Regions from separate parts of the Mus musculus genome. Here region 2 is linked to region 1. A link is a contact called in public Hi-C data. All regions are on one chromosome and are shown on one strand. Each heading gives the region's core, a stretch centred on a gene start, on an enhancer-like site or on the middle of the called end of the contact. The rest is flanking DNA. Distances are from core to core; before and after follow the strand shown.

What was found. Hi-C and Micro-C count contacts between places; a contact is called where the count stands out from the background.
Region 2: a contact with region 1 is called in a Hi-C map of embryonic fibroblasts, with 1.6 times the contacts expected there. The contact joins two enhancer-like sites. A contact is called at or near these places in 5 of 484 Hi-C or Micro-C datasets (the G1E-ER4 cell line, embryonic fibroblasts and embryonic stem cells) and 2 of 115 datasets of contacts at active chromatin or transcription factors (embryonic stem cells and pancreatic cancer cells).

Annotation. Positions count from the first base shown.
Region 1 is chr7:143,799,396-143,803,458 of GRCm38.p6, forward strand. It overlaps Nadsyn1 (NAD synthetase 1), which reads right to left. Exons shown (of 21, transcript NM_030221.2): 16 at 3,801-3,907; 17 at 396-527. Among named protein-coding and RNA genes, the nearest start is that of Mrgpre, 17 kb to the left of the region's middle. Within about 2 kb of position 2,071, at least 45 of the 459 cell types and tissues checked have an H3K27ac peak or open chromatin away from gene starts, as enhancers often do. A contact at or near this core is called in embryonic fibroblasts and pancreatic cancer cells, where this site is marked.
Region 2 is chr7:144,023,729-144,027,878 of GRCm38.p6, forward strand. It overlaps a transcript of Shank2 not described here. Among named protein-coding and RNA genes, the nearest start is that of Mir3105, 17 kb to the left of the region's middle. Within about 2 kb of position 2,568, at least 17 of the 459 cell types and tissues checked have an H3K27ac peak or open chromatin away from gene starts, as enhancers often do. A contact at or near this core is called in embryonic fibroblasts and pancreatic cancer cells, where this site is marked.

The DNA.
Region 1 (4,063 bases), core at 821-3,320:
GAGCTGCCAGGAACAAACTCTCTGTGACAAGCAAGGGGATCTCCACATATTGCTGAGGTCCCCTGTGGGCAAAACTGACTCTCTGAGGGGAGCAAGGACACAGACATTTTCTGGTACTAGGAGCAATGCTGCAGTGGCCCGACAGGCTGATAGGCTGTGATGTCCTCAACAGATACCCAGAGATCAGGCCTGTCAGGTGCCAGCACAGTCTCCCTGCCTTGAGACAGCTGCAGAAGAGCCAGTCTTGGAAGAACTGTCACTTAAGACACTTAGAACTGTGAGTGCAGGAACAGAAGCTGAAGGGCAGGGCACAGGGAGCTAAGAAGGGTGGTTGAGTAGGGCAAGTGTGACCCCAGTGGCCCAGGAGCCACAGGAGCACTGGCAGGAGCACTCACGTCTGCAGAACAGGAAGCTGGAAGCGCTCTGCGCAAAACTGGACAAAGGCTCTCAGGTCCGTCTTGCTGATGCCGCCTATGGGGTTGATGTCCGCACTGGAGCAGTCGTACTTGGTCAGGTAGCCGAGGAGACTGTCAGGGAGAAAGGACAGTGTCCTCATGGTTCCTGGGGTATTGAGGGTTATAGGGTATACCAGTGCTGGCCAAGGGCTCCCTTCTTCCAGGGACCCTAGAAGTCAGAAGCCCAGCCTAGCCCAGCCCTGGCCCTGGAGGAAGCCATCAAAGTTACACTGAGCACACTGGGTAGACACCTGTTTTGGCTCAGAATGCTTGGGCACCACAATCAGCCACTTGGAACAGCTTGTCTAGAAGGCCAGGGTCAGCTAGGTGGAGCCAAAGGTCAGAGACCCTGGAAGGGAAGACAGGACCTGGCACAAGTACACACTCAGCCTGGTATAAAGCTCGCACAAGTACACACTCAGCCTGCTATCCACAGCTTTAGATCCAGGACCTCACATGGCACAAAGGTCCCTAAAGGTAAACTGACTCCAGACAGAGACAGACCTGGATTACAGGGTGGGGTTGAGAGGCAACCACAGGCCTCCTCAGGGGGAGTAAGAATTAGAGAGCCAAGGCCACAGGGAGCCATCAAGATGCTGATGGTTGGGAGAGTCCAGGGAGGGTGGGGTCGGTGGTGAGCATGGGGAGAGCTTCCGGGGGCCTGGAGGAGGTCCAGCAGTCTCAGCACTTCGAGGGCTTGGAGCAGCTACCCTGCAGTGACTGTGAGAACAACTCAGAGCTTACACACCTCCCAACCCACCCACTGCCACAGCTCTGTCCCAGGACACTGGGTTACCTGGTGAGATGACCTATCTCCCGGCTACATAGGAGTTTTTGCTGACCCAATGGCTCCAAGCTAAACTGGCAAATAGTGATAAATCTACTAGCCTCAGGTAAGCGTCTTCAGATAGGGCAGAGGGATAGCACAACTGTGGTGGGACTCAGACTGCCACCAGCAGAGACACATCAGGGCCCATAACACATGCTGATCTACACTTTCCATTGCTTCAGGGGCCCTGGTGGGATCTGGCTTTGTCCTTTTACCTCCTGCTCAGGTGACACTAGTCATCAGCCATGGCTGCCTACAGTGTACACCTGGCCATTGTTCTGGCCTCACCCTGGCCTTCTGTTAGAACACACTCACCTATGAGTCACCCACAGGCTTGGGACAACAGTCCTCTTTCAGAAGGCAGCCACCAAGTAGCTTGGCTAATGTTAGAACCCCAGGCTTGTAGGCTTTCCTGTCCCTCCCTGAGGGACGCTCCTAGGCCCAAGTTAATGTGTACAAATTACATGAATTGTACTGTAGCCCTGCATTTCTCCTGGAAAGTGAGATTTCTGGCAGGAATCATCAGAAGGTACCTGACAGCCTGGATTTACCTGTACCCCAAATACTGAGTGACCCAATGCCCAGGAGGTGACCCTTTACACCACCTGCCAGCAACATGTGGAACCGGATGTACCCCTCGCAACGTCAGTGGGAGTAGGCGTGGCAAGCCGTGCCAGGCTACTCTGTCCTGACCTGAGCCCACTGCCAGTCTGTTTGCAGTAGAGGCCACAGCTGCAGGATAACTCTAAACCAAGTCCTAAGTCCTCTAGTAAGTCATCAAAAACACTCATGGAACTTATTGGGCCCAAGATGCCACAGGCACTATCCATCATTCTTGTGGCTGTGCCTCATCATCTCTCTCTTCCTCTTCAAGGTCCTGACTCACTGCTTCTCTTGGCACCATCTCTTGGAAAAAGAAAACAAACAAAAAACCCAAAAGCTGGGTGCCACTGCAGAGGGGTGGCAACCCCATCATGCTCCTGTTTCCTCCTCTCAACCCCACCCTCACTGGTGATTCTTACCCCCTCCTTAACAGCTCTGGGGAATGGCCCTGTAGGTAAAGCACTCTACACAATCACGAGGATCCAAGTTCAGATCCCCAGCACCCACATAAAGCTGGGCACAGTGGTAGCCATCTCTCCTATGAGTGATCCCAGCACTCCTATGGAGACAGAATTTCCAGAACCTTGGAGGGCAGCCAGCCTGGAGTACACAGTAGTGAACCACGACAGCCTGCCTCACACAAGATAGATGAGGACTGATACTGGAAGCTGTCCTCTGACCTCCACATGCATGCCACATCGAGCATGCATGCACATGCACACACACACACACACACAATCATACACACACACACACACACACACACACACACACACACACACACTCACACTCATATAAAACTTGCTAGGCATGGTGACACAATCCTATAATCCCAAAACTCAGAAGGCAGGGGGATTGCTTCTAGTTTGAAGGTAGTCTGGGTTACATAGTAAGTTTGAAGCCACCAGTGCTTCATGGTAAAAAGCTGTCTCAAAGTCAAACCAAACCAAACTGTGAATGGCGGGGCTTGGGGTGGTGGTGGTGGTGCATGTATATGTGAGTGGGTGGATGGATAGATGATTGAGGCCAAATGTAGATGTATGTATGTATGTATGGATGTATGTATGGATGGATGGATGGATGGATGAATGAATGAATGTATGGATGGATGGATGGATGGATGAATGGATGGATGAGTAGGTGGATGGATATATGGATGTGAGGGTGAATGAACAGGTAGACAGATGAATGTATGGGTGGGTGGGATGTATGTATGTATGTATGTATGTATGTATGTATAGAGTGTATGTATGTATGTATAAGTGGGTGGGGTGTATGTATATATATGTATGTATGTATGGGTGGGCAGATGGATGGGGGATTGGCTGGTGGATGGGTGGTCAGAGTAATGAACAGACAGATGGGTGACTCAGTTCATAACTAGACAGGTGAAAAAGACTAATCAATGAATACATGATGTCTTAAAATTCCTCAGCTAATGAGGAGCACGTGGGAACGCATGGGAGCACGTTAGGAGGTGTGGCGGCTCACCCAAAGAAAGTGGGAAAACTGAGCCTGGGAAGGGGAGCTACCAGTCTCCACTGCTGGGTCAGAGGTTGGGTGGATTGTACCTGGAAACAAGAGAAGCACTGGATGTTGTTAAAGCAAAGAATAAAGGGATCTGTCTCCAGTTCACAGAGAAAAACAGCCATCTTGTTTGGAAAACTTTGCAATGACATGGCCTTTGATGCACAGGACAGGAAAGGAAGAGAAGGTGGGGGTCCTAGCATGGCTGACAGTGACCAGGGACAAAGCAACCTGAGCTGCATGAGTATGTGCAGAGCTGGGGAAAGACAGAAGGATCTTGGTCTGCACTCTCTGGATATCCTGATATTACAAGGAGACTGTCTTGAAAGGACCAAACTTCCTTTCTAGAGACTTGGGGAGCCCGAGTCCATCCCAGCCACACGCACCTCTCATCCACATTGGCAGATCCAAGCACAAGAAGGCTTCCTCGAGCACCCCGAGACCAGAGGCTCAGCTGAGCAAACAGGTAGGCAAGGACCATCCTAATCCGAGCCTGGGTGAGGGAAAAAGGAAGTTATACTGTACTAGAACCCAGGAAACAGCTGCACTACAATGCAATCCCAGCACAGGAGCAACGGAGTTAGAACACAGACAGGCTGAATTGAGCTGTGCTGTGCTGTGCCATGCCGTGCCATGCCAGCCGTGCCAT
Region 2 (4,150 bases), core at 1,318-3,817, 220 kb after region 1:
TGATGCAGTCACTAAGAAAACTTTTGAGAGAGCTGGTCAGAGGTCAGGTTGGGTCTGATGGGGGAGGGAATCAGGGTTGTGGGGAGGAGTTGAGGTAGATGTGGGTGTTTGCTTCAAGCGATTGGGTGCAGTTTCAGGCAGCTGGGAGTAGAATGCACATAAGAGGGCCTTCAGGTGCGCTGGCTGCCTGCCTCTCTACCCTCCAGGGCAGGAATTCTGAGGACTGGAAAATCTCATTTGCTCCAGACTTGGACAAAGCTGGTCTGGGCTATACAGGCATCAATGGCAGCTGTTTCCCAAGGCCGACAGGGAGCAGTGCTGTATGCTGTATGCTGTGTGCTGTGTGCTGTGTGCTGTGTGCTGTGTGCTGTGTGCTGTGTGCTGTGTGCTGTGTGCTGTGTGCTGTGTGCTGTGTGCTGTGTGCTGTATGCTGGGGCCAAAGACAAGTGATCCCTTCATGGGGAGCCAATGGAACATCGTCTCTTCTCACTCTTCAGCGTATGCTTCTGCCTTTGACCCGTTCCTGGACTCAGGAACCCCACAGCAGCCATTGCTCATGCACCACATCTATCTATGCCAGACCTGGCTTCTTTCTCTGTCCCTGCTGGAGTGGAAAGTGGGGCAGCCTTAGAAGCGGGAACCACTGGGGCCAAACTAACATCTGTCAGTACAAAGGACTCTGTAAGATGGAACATGAAAGGCCCGACCTCCCCCAGACATGGTAGTTTTCTTTTTTCAGCCCAACACAGGTTGTTTTAGAGATAGCTTGCCTACTTGCTCATCCCCAGAGAGGCCCCGGTGTCTATCCCTGCAGGTTGCGTGGCCGTGGTGAGGGACCCTTGGTGGTAGTGGCTGAGCAGGCTGGCTGCATGGTGAACTACTCAGCTGCAGCCCGTGCAAGCTGGCAGAGCTGCAGCAGGGCCATGCTGCCTTCAGCCTACTATGGTGCTATGGCACCAGTGTGTGAGCATCTTCATTCCTTTCTTGCAGGCTGCCAGCAGGTCTTGACCACCCTTAATGCTACCTCATTCACAGTAATACGGGGTCAACAATCCCGTGTCCTATTGGCCTACATGCAGCTGGGACACGTGCCCTGTATGCTCTGGTGTCAAGCCTGCAGTATTGGGAAGCCCTCGCAGCTCCTGGGCCCAGCTGAGCTGTTGCTACTTCTGCTGCTGCCACAGCTGTGGTCACTACAACCACTGTCACCTCTGCTGCTGCTGTCACAGCTGAAGCTGCTGTTACTGCTGCCAGCACCACTGGCAAGATTTAGCAAGCAGCAGATTATGCCCCCTCTTTGTAGCCCCCCCAACATCTCTTGACAGCCCCACACAGGAGAACCCAATGAGCATGAACATTTCTGGTGTTGAATGCAAGAGTGAGAATGGCTTGCTTATCTGCCAAGAGGTTCTGTGCACAAGTCCAGCCATTAGACAACCACTGGGCAAGTGCCTGCACTATCCCACCTCTTCCTTTATCCATGTATTGGCTCTTGGATCATCACTGAGCCAGGCTGGGAGCCTTGTCCTGACCACTGCTCCCCTGTGCTCCAGCACAAGCTTCTGGCTAGGGTGAGTGTTTGCCCTTCTCTGCTCCCAAACACAGCAGCAGAGGCTAAAGCTGAGCCAGAGATACTAAGAGTAGAAGATGCTGGAGGTACCAGGTGGGCCACACTTGGACTTTTATGTTTATGCCCCAAAATTAGCGAAAGATTTCCCAATTTTTTTGATTTAATAAAGAAAATTAATTAATTAAGGGAGCTTGCCTGCATGTATGTGTGTGCACCACTTCTGTGCCTGGTATCCATAGAGAACGGAAGAGGGCACTGGGTCCCCTGGAGCTAAAGCTAGATGGTTATGAGCTGTCATTTGGATTCTGGAAACTGAACGTGGGCCAGGGCTCTTCACCACTGAGACATCTCTCCAACCCCTGTTGATCCTTCCATTTACTGATAACCACAGCCCCCAAGCAGCAAACCCCATGCCAGGGGGGCCGCCCCATGTCCTCTGGGTCTGTATGGGATGGAGGACTCTGTCCTCCTTCCATTATCCCAAACTTTGTTGGATAATGTCTCTCACTCAGTGGAGAAGCTGGTCTGTGTCCATCTAGTCTGTGAAGCTACAACTGTTTTGACATTAAAGAGTATAAGGTTGGCTCGAGGTTAATGAGGACCCATGGCTCCAACCCGTGGCTGTCAACCTGCCTGCTTGTTAGGCCACCTGAGAGCATTGAAAGTGCAATAGCCGTAGTGAGGCAGTTAAATATCAGTCTCTGGCCTGGAGCTGGTGTGTTCGAAAGAACTGCACAGCCGGGATGAGAGCATCAATAGCTTCCTGAGAACCAGGGGCCTGGGTGGAAATCATGACACCGTGCATAATAATCTCATGAGTCAAGCCATACACCCCCCCCCGCCCTCCAAAACCCATAAATCCAAAGCACTTTGATATCCAAACCTTCCAGACCAGAAACATAAAGATGAATGGAGAATTCCACTCCTAACCTCAGGGCCTGGGTTGTAGCTGAAACGTGCGTGCAGAGACAGTGGTGTCGCAAGCCGCCAGCAGGCTACATATGTATGACACACAAAGGAATTCATCGTCAGACCTGAGTCCCCTCCACAAGATGGTTCATTATGTATGTGCACATATTTTCAAACTGCAAGCCGTCTGGCATCCCTGGGGATGCAGGATTCTTATCTTGTGATACTGTCACATCAGGTTTGAATACAGACCCTTGTTAACTCCACACGGGTGAATGAGGGGCTGGTGAGCTGGCTTAGCAGTTAAGAGCATGCTCTTCCAGAAAACAGATTTCTGTCCCTGTTGCTCACAGCCTCCTGGAACTCCAGCTCCAGGGACTCTGATGCCCTCTTCTGGCCTCCACGGGTACCTGCACTCCTGTGGCATGTACTCACACAGGCACAAGTGATAAAGATAAGTCTAAAAAGAGGATAGTGCATGCATGAACAAGTGAATGCTAAAAGTTACTTTGAAGCCGGTGCCTAACCAAGATGGACAGGGAGGGCTGAGTCCTTCAACCCCAAACCTTGGGTGCCTTGCTGGATCTTTGTGTGGCTGAGAAGATGCTGATAGAAATCATGAATGTGTTCGGCTAGTGAATACAGGAAGGCTCACTAGTCCTGAGATAGCAGATTAATTAATTAGTTACTTTTGAGACACAATCTCACTATGTAGACCAGGCTACCTGGAAGTTACAGAGATCAATCTATGTCTACTTCCCAAATGCTGGGATTAAAAGTGTGTTCTGCCATGCCTGCCCTGCCCTGAGATTTTAACTGAGTACCACATAGAGTAAATTTTTACTTAACAAAACTTCCTGGCTGTAAGGGGGGTCATTGCTGGGGCTGTGCCTGCAGGTGGGGCTGGACAAAAAGAAACAGTGCCAGGTCCATTGGGAAGATCCTACTGAAGAACTTCATGGGGAGGGGTGTCATCAGGTGACCTGGGATTTCTGAGGGTCTCTGAGGACCCTGTGGGGCTTCTGGGCGCTAGGAAGAGGGGCCACTAGCTTCTACTCTTTGATGTCCTAGGTCAGGGATGGATCCCTTACAATTGGGATAAAGCCAGGTGTCTGGGGTTTTGTTATGATATCTCTGGATCAGTGGGCACTTCTTTTCATTCTTAATTAAGTGTGTGTGTGTGTGTGTGTGTGTGTGTGTGTGTGTGTGTGTGTGTGTGTAGATGTGATAGTTGACTTAAATTATCATCTTGATACACTCTAAAGTCACCTGGGAAGAGAGTCTCTAACTCTGGCCCATGCCCAAGGCTATGGGGGCAGCAAACTGGTGCAGTTATCCCAGGACACCTGATGGTGAGGGCTAATGGCCTTGATGTGCACAGAGGTGATAAAGGGTGGAGCGAGGTGTACCTTGTCGATTCTGCCTCTTCTATAGGGCAGCTGCAACTTAGTGCTGTTTCAAAGTGGCCAAATGGGCCAGGATTGGGTCTGGTGTAGCTGTAGCCTGAGGCCTTGTAGGCTAACATTGAGGTATGTCTACATGGAGACAACCATGTTTTTCTGAAACTTACTGCCAGATTAGGGACTTGGGAGTGAGAAAGGAGCCTGGGTACCCTTATCTCCACAGGTACAATCTTGGCATATATGTAGTGTTTGAATCAGACAGTGCTTG